Linked DNA regions of Sus scrofa: region 1 is linked to region 2. The links are chromatin contacts, called in public HiChIP or PLAC-seq maps. All regions are on one chromosome and are shown on one strand. The core of a region is the stretch at or near the end of the contact, and the rest is flanking DNA. Distances in the headings are between cores, read along the strand shown. Region 1 has its middle 24 kb from the start of IER5. Region 2 overlaps KIAA1614.

Evidence for each region. HiChIP or PLAC-seq counts read pairs in DNA pulled down with a chosen protein or histone mark.
Region 1: a contact with region 2 is called in an H3K27ac HiChIP or PLAC-seq map of alveolar macrophages. The contact joins two enhancer-like sites. A contact is called at or near these places in 2 of 2 datasets of contacts at active chromatin or transcription factors (alveolar macrophages and skeletal muscle).

The regions. Positions count from the first base shown.
Region 1 is chr9:122,655,621-122,659,937 of Sscrofa11.1, reverse strand. No RefSeq gene overlaps it. Among named protein-coding and RNA genes, the nearest start is that of IER5, 24 kb to the right of the region's middle. Within about 2 kb of position 2,432, at least 24 of the 83 cell types and tissues checked have an H3K27ac peak or open chromatin away from gene starts, as enhancers often do. A contact at or near this core is called in alveolar macrophages, where this site is marked.
Region 2 is chr9:122,522,728-122,526,679 of Sscrofa11.1, reverse strand. It overlaps KIAA1614, which reads right to left. Exons shown (of 10, transcript XM_021063756.1): 10 at 3,608-3,952. Among named protein-coding and RNA genes, the nearest start is that of KIAA1614, 41 kb to the right of the region's middle. Within about 2 kb of position 2,034, at least 20 of the 83 cell types and tissues checked have an H3K27ac peak or open chromatin away from gene starts, as enhancers often do. A contact at or near this core is called in alveolar macrophages, where this site is marked.

The sequences.
Region 1 (4,317 bases), core at 1,183-3,682, 130 kb before region 2:
TGTGGTGTAGGCCGGCAGCTATGGCTCTGATTCAACCCCTAGCCTGGGAACCTCCATATGTCACAGGTGTGGCACTAAAAAGCAAAAAAGAAAAGAACAGCTTCTAAAGTGGGAAGAAGTTCGTGCTTCCTGACTCCATCCAGTGCTCCTTCCACTCTGCTCTCTACCGCCATCAATTATGCATGGCCACCCAACTAACCAAACTTATCAAACACTACCGTCACAGGCACCCCTTCCAGAGACACACAGAACCACCTGGGCATTTCAACTCTGAGCTAACATGCTTCCTCACGCGAGTCACTGGCCCTGAACACCATCCTCAAGGAGACGCCGCATCCCCTGGCTCCCCTCCCAGCCCCTCTCCCAGCTTCTCCAGGCCTTGGGGAAAGAGATCTTCCACCCCTCTGGTGGTTCCCACTCCCAGTGGGAGAAACACAGGGAGCAGTGCCCACATTCCTGGCTGCCTCTGGGGCTGTTGTCAGTGGGTAGAGGCCTCCAGCACCTTCCATGAGCTATATATAGGGTGTTCACCGGGAAGCCTGGCTTGGAGAGCAGTCAGCTGCTCCCACCTCAGCCTCCCCGCTCCAGACGGGGGTTTCTCTGCTCAGACTATTGCAAACAGGGTGATCAGACAGTGATTCTCAAACTTCAGAGGACAACTGAATCACGGGGGGGGGGGGGGGGTGCGCCGCTGATAAGCTCAGATCGCTGAGTCCCAGCCCGAGGGTTTCTGATGCAGTAGGTCCAGGGAGAGCCTGGGAGTCTGCATGTCAAGTTCCCAAGTGACGCCAATGCCACGGGTCCAGAACCCACACTTTGAGAACCCCTGTCGTAAAAGCCATGACTCATACCATCTGCGGTCAGCCACTCGGGTCTGGAGTGTGGAGAGGATTGGGGAACGTGGAGGGGAGGGATGGGGCTGGGAAGGCACAGGACTGAGGACCAGCCACCCACCTTGGGATCCGCCACACACAGGTGGTGTACACAGGGGTGATGATTTAGATGCTCACGCCGCCGTTAGTGTAGCAATTTGGGAATCAGAGCCTGGAGGTGAAATGCCCTGGCGATTTATTGACAATTTTCTCCTTGCTGTCTCTCTCTCTCTCTCTCTCTCTCTCTCCCTTCTACTCTTGGGTGTGGGGGACCACCGAGTGAGCTGAGCCGAGGGTCTCTAAGCATACCCAACCACCTGACCATAAGGTGGGGCACAGTACGGAGTCCAGAGAGCATGACTCACTGGCCAGGAGGGGGTGGGGGCCCAAAAGACAGGGACAGGGAGGAGGCAAAGACAGCACAAGCCCCTGCGGCCACTGTCTTCTGCTGGCGATTGGCCCTCTCCCCTCCTGGGCTCCTCCAGAGGGCTCAGCCAGAGCCAGAAAACTGCCAGATTTCCAGAAGAGTGGGAATCTAGTCCCTGGGGAAGTGGAGGGGGTGGCTGTGGGAGAAGAGGCCACCCCTGTGGTGAAGGTGGCATCCAGACTTTCTGCCTGGCCCCAACCTCCCATCCCTCATTGGTCCCCTGGGGTCAGGAGACCTGGGAGGAGAGAGACAGTCCTTCTGCACACCAGTGGGTGTGGCTCTCAGGGCACAGGACTGCCAGGGAGGGTGGGAAGCAGATGCCCTATGGCTCAAAGAGGTAAGGACAAAAGGCCAAGAAAGCTGAGCCAGCACCTCCTGAGTCATTTCCCAAAGAGCTTCCCAGTAGCCAAGGGGCTTGATGTGACCAGGACCTGCCTTAACTGTAGGCTGAGGGGGCAGGTAGTGGATAAGTTAAGGGGCAGCATCCAGGCAGATTTCCTGCCCCCGAGGAGTTTCCATTGTGGCTCAGCAGTAACGAACCCAACTAGTACCCATGAGGACGCAGGTTCAATCCCTGGCCCTGCTCAGTGGGTCAAGGATCCTGCGTTGCTGTGAGCTGTGGTGTAGGTCGCAGGCGTGGCTTGGATCTGGCACGGCTGTGGCTGTGGCATAGGCCGGCAGCCGTAGATCTGATTTGACCTCCAGCCTGGGAACTTCCATATGTCGTGGGTGCATCCTTAAAAAGACAAAAACAAAAAAATAAAAAACTGTCTTTTATCGGCTATAATAGGGCCAGTAATGAGTTTCCATTGCTTTGGAACTCAACGTATTTGGAGGGAAACATGGGGTGGAAGGCAGAGAGGAAGGCTGAAAAATGCTGGGATTCTTCTCTGCAGTCAAAAGCTGTCATCTGGGAGAGGGTGTAGGGTGGACAGGTTGGCAAGTGGGGGACAGGGAAGTCACTACCCTGGCTGATGGCCTCTCACTTGCACCAGAAGAGCATCTCGGATGCACCACCTCTGGCCCTGTGAGCCACATGCTGGGCCCCTCCCTGCCTCCACACCCTGGCCTCTTCCAGCCTTCCACTTGTGGGGCCTGTTGCAAGACTCCCTTGACCCATGTTTACAGAATGCTCCAAAGAATGGCCCCATTGCCAAAGGCCTGAGTCACCCGGCCTCGTCACCCTTTGCTCCTCTGCTCTGGCCTTCCCACCAGAGCAGGGATCCCGCTCAGCAACATTTCTTCACAAGGCCTCACCCCTCAGGAGGCCAAGCAGGCTTCCCAGACCTGCGTTTTAACAAACACAGGCAGGAGGACAAGAAAGGACGCTTTGGTGTGTGCCTGGTATATGCAGGGGCTAATGCAGACGCTCGCACATAGATGATCCGATATTATAAACCTTGTGGGTTGTTATGACACCCCTTTTTCAGCTTCTGTTTTCAGAGGCAACAGAAGCAGAGAGGTGAAGTGGTTGGACCCAAAGACAAAACTGGTGAGCAGCAGAGCCACGAGCGGACCCTGGCTGTCTTCACCCGGGCTCCCCCCAAAGCAGAGCCAGACTACATATGAGTAGTATATTTGGGAAGTGACCCAGGGAGGCAAAAACAGGGCAGGAAGGAGTGCCGGTACACTCACTAGTGACTATGAAGCTGTCCATAAAGGCTGACTGGCTGACCAGTCCTACGGGACCCTCGGAGGACACTTTGAAATGTATTTCAAAGTCATCCGCGGGAAGAAAAGGGGAAAGCATGTATCAGCTGGCCAAGAGTTTTCCCACAGGGATTTACTCCTCTGTATTTCTGGGCTGCATATGCACAAGGCTGAGAACAGTTCCCAGAACTGGCCACAGCAGCAGAGGCTGGAATAAGACCCTAGACCCTGAAGGCTTGAACCGGTGCCTCAGGGCAATGCTCCGGTCCCCCACGAGTCCCACCACACCAGCCAAGACAGGCTGAGTAACTTACACGTGGCCACCAGGGCGCTCAGGGGAAGAGCCAAAAGGTGAATCACAGTCCCTAACTCCCATGCATTCATTCAACAAATATTTATTGCAGGCCCACTATGTGCTGGACCCTGGGGCTTAGCAGTGAACAAGGAAGGCAAGATCCTTGCTCTTGTGGAGCTTTAATTCTAGCGAGGGAAGGGAGTCGTAGGCCATGAGCAATTAAACAAATACACAGGGCTAACTATGTGTATAGGCGCTGTGCTGAGTTCTGGGAAACCCCAGAAGAAGTTTTCTTGTCAGTCAGGGAGACGGGGGAGCAAAGCCCCACCATCCAATATGGTAACTGCTGCGATTTGCGCAGCACGCCCTCCTCTGGGGTGGGGAGCATCAGGCAAAGCTCTCTAGAAAAGGTGAAACACACAAGCCCTCTGGAAGGCCAGTGGCCTCTGGCATTGGGGAAGGGAAGGGTGTGCTCCGGGGAGAGGGAACAGCATGGGCAGAAACGGAGAGGCACGGGGGTACACAATGCCCTGGAAACCTGCAAATAGTTCAGTGTGACTTGATGGGGCTATACATGCCGGACAGGGTCAAAAGATGTGGCAGAAAAGGTGGGCAGGGGACGAACTGCAGAGACCTGAGTACCTAATACGGAAGCATTCGGGTTTAATTCGGAAAGTGAAGGCAAACCTCGCTTAGGGCTCTGGGTCCAATTAGCTCTCAAACATCTCTGCCAAGAAGGGAGATAACACCAATCAGTCAACGTAGAAATAGGTCCTGGTGACCTTGGTGCTCCCGAGACCACTTAGCTCTCGACATTTGAAGAGGCACAGGAGGCAGGGGGCTCTCTCCTGGTCACTCTGTCCAGTGCGCCAGCCTCAAGGTCAGTTCCTCTGAGGCTGAAGAGTGCATCCTCTACCCCATGGCTTTCAGCTGCCAGCTCAGCCCCGCCCCTCCTCAGCCTTGCCCTCGGCAGGCAGAAATCCCAGGGCTGCCTCCCTGAGGTCTGTGACATTGAGGACTCTGAGCTCAGGCAAGGTGCCTCTGGCCCTCCTTGGGTTTGCATGAAATACTCA
Region 2 (3,952 bases), core at 785-3,284:
GCTCCAACAAAGGCACACACATGAGCTAAATGACTGGGTGGATAAGTGAATGCATTGAGTTGGGAGCTGGAGAAACTGGGGAACCAAAAACTGAAGCTCCTGCCAAAAAATACCCACCTGGGGATCCTACTGCCAGGGGCCAACTTGGAGGACCATCCAGTCACTGCTCTCCACCCCAGGGCTTGGGCCTCCTCTCAGTGACAGGGATGTATAAGCAAAAATGCCTCTCCCCCCACCCCCCACCAGGGCCAGCACAATCACACCAGCCCCAGGCTAGGTCTTAGCATCTCCCACTGGCCAGTCCTGGGCCCTAAGGGCACAATGTCCCCCCTTAGTCCCAGGGCCTGTTCTATGTTGCCTTCAGAGCAAGGCCAGAAGGACATTTAAAATTATGGCTCAGGCGACACACACACACACACACACACACACACACATCTGAAAGAAGCATTTCTCACACAAAACCTGCCCTTGTCTTGTATGAGGCAGTTATTTTTTTCAAAGCTGGTCTTTCTTTAAAAGATTTCATGACCCATAGTGGTTGTGCCTGCTATTAGTAAACACTGTCCTGGAAAAAGATCTTGGCCTTCCCCCACGCCTGCCCAGGTGAAGGTCAGAGTGGCACCTGAGCTGGTCATGGGCACTGGGGGCCAACAGTGGGGTGCTCAGGGCCTCTGAAGGAGGTGAGCCCCACAGGGTTCCAGGAGGGTGGATAGAGGCTGGGAGTCCTAGAGGGCGGGTCCAAATCCTGCCTCCCCCAGTTACTAGCTGCGTGACCTTGGATAAGTAATTTAACCTCTGAGCCTCACAATCCTAGTTTGTAACCAGAGATAAGTAGTCCCTCCCTCGCAGATTCGGGACTGTGACCTTACTGTCCCCAGCAGGGCTCTGGAATGTTTGTGGAACAGGCAGAGCAGGATGGGACACGGAGCAGCGGCTTCAAGTCCCTGAATCCCCGGGTTCACCTTGGTTTCCCAAATTCCAACGCTGCCTACGGTTCCTCCATGCAAGAGCCCTGGGGACACTGCGCACACAGCGTCCCATTCCCGCTCCCTGCCACGCGCGCAGGTCCCTGCGTCGCCTCGGTCGCCCCCTCCTCCCCCGCTGGCTCCAGCTCGTGCCCCCCGCCGCGCCCGGCGCGCCGCCGCCACCTGCGCCTTTTAGCCGGGCCCCGCTCTCCGCCCAGCCCTCCAGGAGGCCCCCGCCAGCAGCCGTGCACTCCTCGAGGCAAAAGCGAGGGTCCTTGCCCTCCCGGCCTCCGGCGCCCCCCTAGCGTCTTGCCTGTGCGGGGTGGGCGCGTGTAACCCCCACGAACCCAGTGCCGTCAAACTGCAGGCTCTAAGGGCGACCGCGTCCCGCTGAACGTCGCCCGGGCCCATCCGCTGCCCCGTGGACCAAAGCAGGCAGCCTGGAGCGCGGCCTGGCCCGGCCCAGCCTCCTGCCGGCGGCGCGGCGGGGCCTCTGGGGCGGCCTCGGGGCGGGGACGGCGCGGCCTCGCGGGGCCCACCCGGCTGGCCCGACTTGCCGGCCACGCCCGAGAAACGCAGCGGCCTCGCCCGGAGGGCGCGCTGGGCGCCCGGTAGTTGCCCGCGCAGTCACCCGCCGCTGGCCCGCGACGGACCTCGGTCCCCCTGCGGGGGCGCCCCGCCGCCCCCTGCGCAGCAGACGCGCTCTCGCCTCCCACCTGCCCTCCACCACCGGCAAGAGGCGCTTCTCCACGTTCAAAGTCGGCGCCCTTCCCGCCCAGGCCTCGCCGCGAGCTCAGGGCCTGCGGCTTCCGCTGCAGAACTCGCCCTCCCGCCCCGCTCCCGTCGTCCTAAGGAGAGCGACATGCCCGAGGCGCAAGTTAGGGCCACTTTCTCTTCTGTGAGGTCGCAGTGGTAAATGCTTACCTGTGTGAGGCGACGTCTGGACACAGCGCGAACCAGCGCACCATCCGTGGAGGGGCAGGGGGCAGACGCAGAGACTTCCACACCTTTGCACCAGCTCTTTTTCCTCTGCGCCTGAAAGACCTTCCTCTTCCTGAAAGTTCCTCCTTTTAAAAAGCGTGCGTGGGCGCACTTCCTCCCCCGGCGCCTCCCCCAGCTAATCACTGATCACCCTCAGGCTCGCGCCCAGGCCTGAGCGGGCCTCCAGGTGCACCACCAGGCCAGGTGCTCCGTCTGCGCATCTCCGCAGCCTCGGGCCCCATCAAGCAGAGCCCATCTTTCTCATCTCCCCGACCTCCTGCCTGGCACGTGGCCTGGCTCCTAGTTAACACATTAGGTCCTAAGTGAAAGGGTTCTGACGGGCCTGTGGGAGGTCAGGCCGGGCTGGATCCAGCTTTCTAGGGCAGTAGCTGCCCAGGCAGAGCAGATGGGGAGGGTCCAACCGGAGGCTGGACAAATCAAAGTCTCTTCCCACCCACAGAAGTTGGGGGCCAGCATCGCTTGACCCCAGATAGGAGCACCATCCTGGCAAGGAGAGCAAGGCAGGTGGACTTCACACACAGCCCAGAGTGCCCCCCTCCCTTCCCCTTCCATCAAGCCTTTTCTGGAAAGGGGGCGAAGGCTGCAGTAGGAAGCGTGTGCCCCCAGTCAGAGGGCTCCATCATTGTGGCTGAGCTTGGTTCTCCCTCTGTGTGGCTGAAGACAGTAAACAGAACATCCCTGGCAGGACTATTTTTGGGAGGAAATAAGTTGTGTCAAGAGCCGGAGCCTGGCCCTGGGAAGTAGCAGGTGCAGCCCCTCGGAGGCAGCAGGTGCAGCTGCTCAGCACTCCTCCGAGACCTTTCCCTGCCTGAGCCCTGCCTTCGCTTCCCTTTCTTCCCCGCTGGGGCTCATTAAACTCTCCAGCCTGAGAAAAGAGAGGTGCCACTGGCCCCTAGAAACGTTTTTCAACATGAAATTTCCCCAAAGGTGTATGACCACAAGGCCACGAGCTGGGGTGCAGGAGCCGCCAGGGTTTCCCCACTCCTGTAGCATCTGCTTCGGGGCCATTTCTATGCGTTGGGGACCCCAGGTTGGTCTGAGGTGTCCCAGCACCCTCTTCACCTGTTGAAGACTGAAGCACACTTGTTCCACTGGTCCCTGTGGTCCCCATGCCCCCTCCCCATCCTGCAGTGGCAGGGGTGCTCTGGGAGCAGCAGTAAAGAGACAGTGAAGAGGGATTTTGACTGGCTCCTGCTGGCAAGGCCAAGGGGGGGCACACACACCTTCCCCAGGACTGCCCGAGCCCTTCCCTATCCCCTTTCCCTCGGCCAACATGCCTTCTTCAGCGACCTTGTCTGCTGAGAGCTGCAGCAACACTCACTTTCCTCTGCCTCTGCTGCTTTCACCACAGCCTGCACTCAGCCAGTTGCTCCGGTCCTCCTGCAGCCCGGCTGCCCCTCTCCAGGGCTTCTTAGCTCCGTTCTGGCTCCTGCTCCTAAATGCACCTTCCCCAGGGCTCCTTTCCCAGCCAAGGGGTGACCTCTGGAGGCATCTGCGTCCTCCTGGCTGTCTCCCCAGCCCTCCCGCTCTGTCATGCCAACAGCCCACCTCTGTGCCCGTGTCCCTCCCGCCCAGGCCCCTGCCTGCCTAGTGAAGGTAGAGGGAGCAATCAGCCCAGAATTTAGCAATGCAGAGTGGGAGAAGTTTGAAGCTTGCTTTTTTAATAATTTAAGACACACACACAACCATCTACTCCCAGACAGTCCCAATCCTTCGTGAGTGGGAAGCGCCCAGGTGGGACAGCCCACCCCCCTGCGCCTGCCCCGCCGTCTCCCCGCCAGTGGCCCACCCACGGCTACCCTCAGGGAGTCTGGGCAGACAGCTTGTGGCTGGGGACAGCCTGGCATCAGCTGCAGCCTGCAGGAAGACAGAGGCAGAGGGCAGGGCAGTGGGGGCAGGGCAGGGCTGACCAGAAAGAGGTCTCCGTTTCATGGTTTCCCTTCAACCTACACGTCACAAAGACTTCCCAGAAACTCTTAATATTC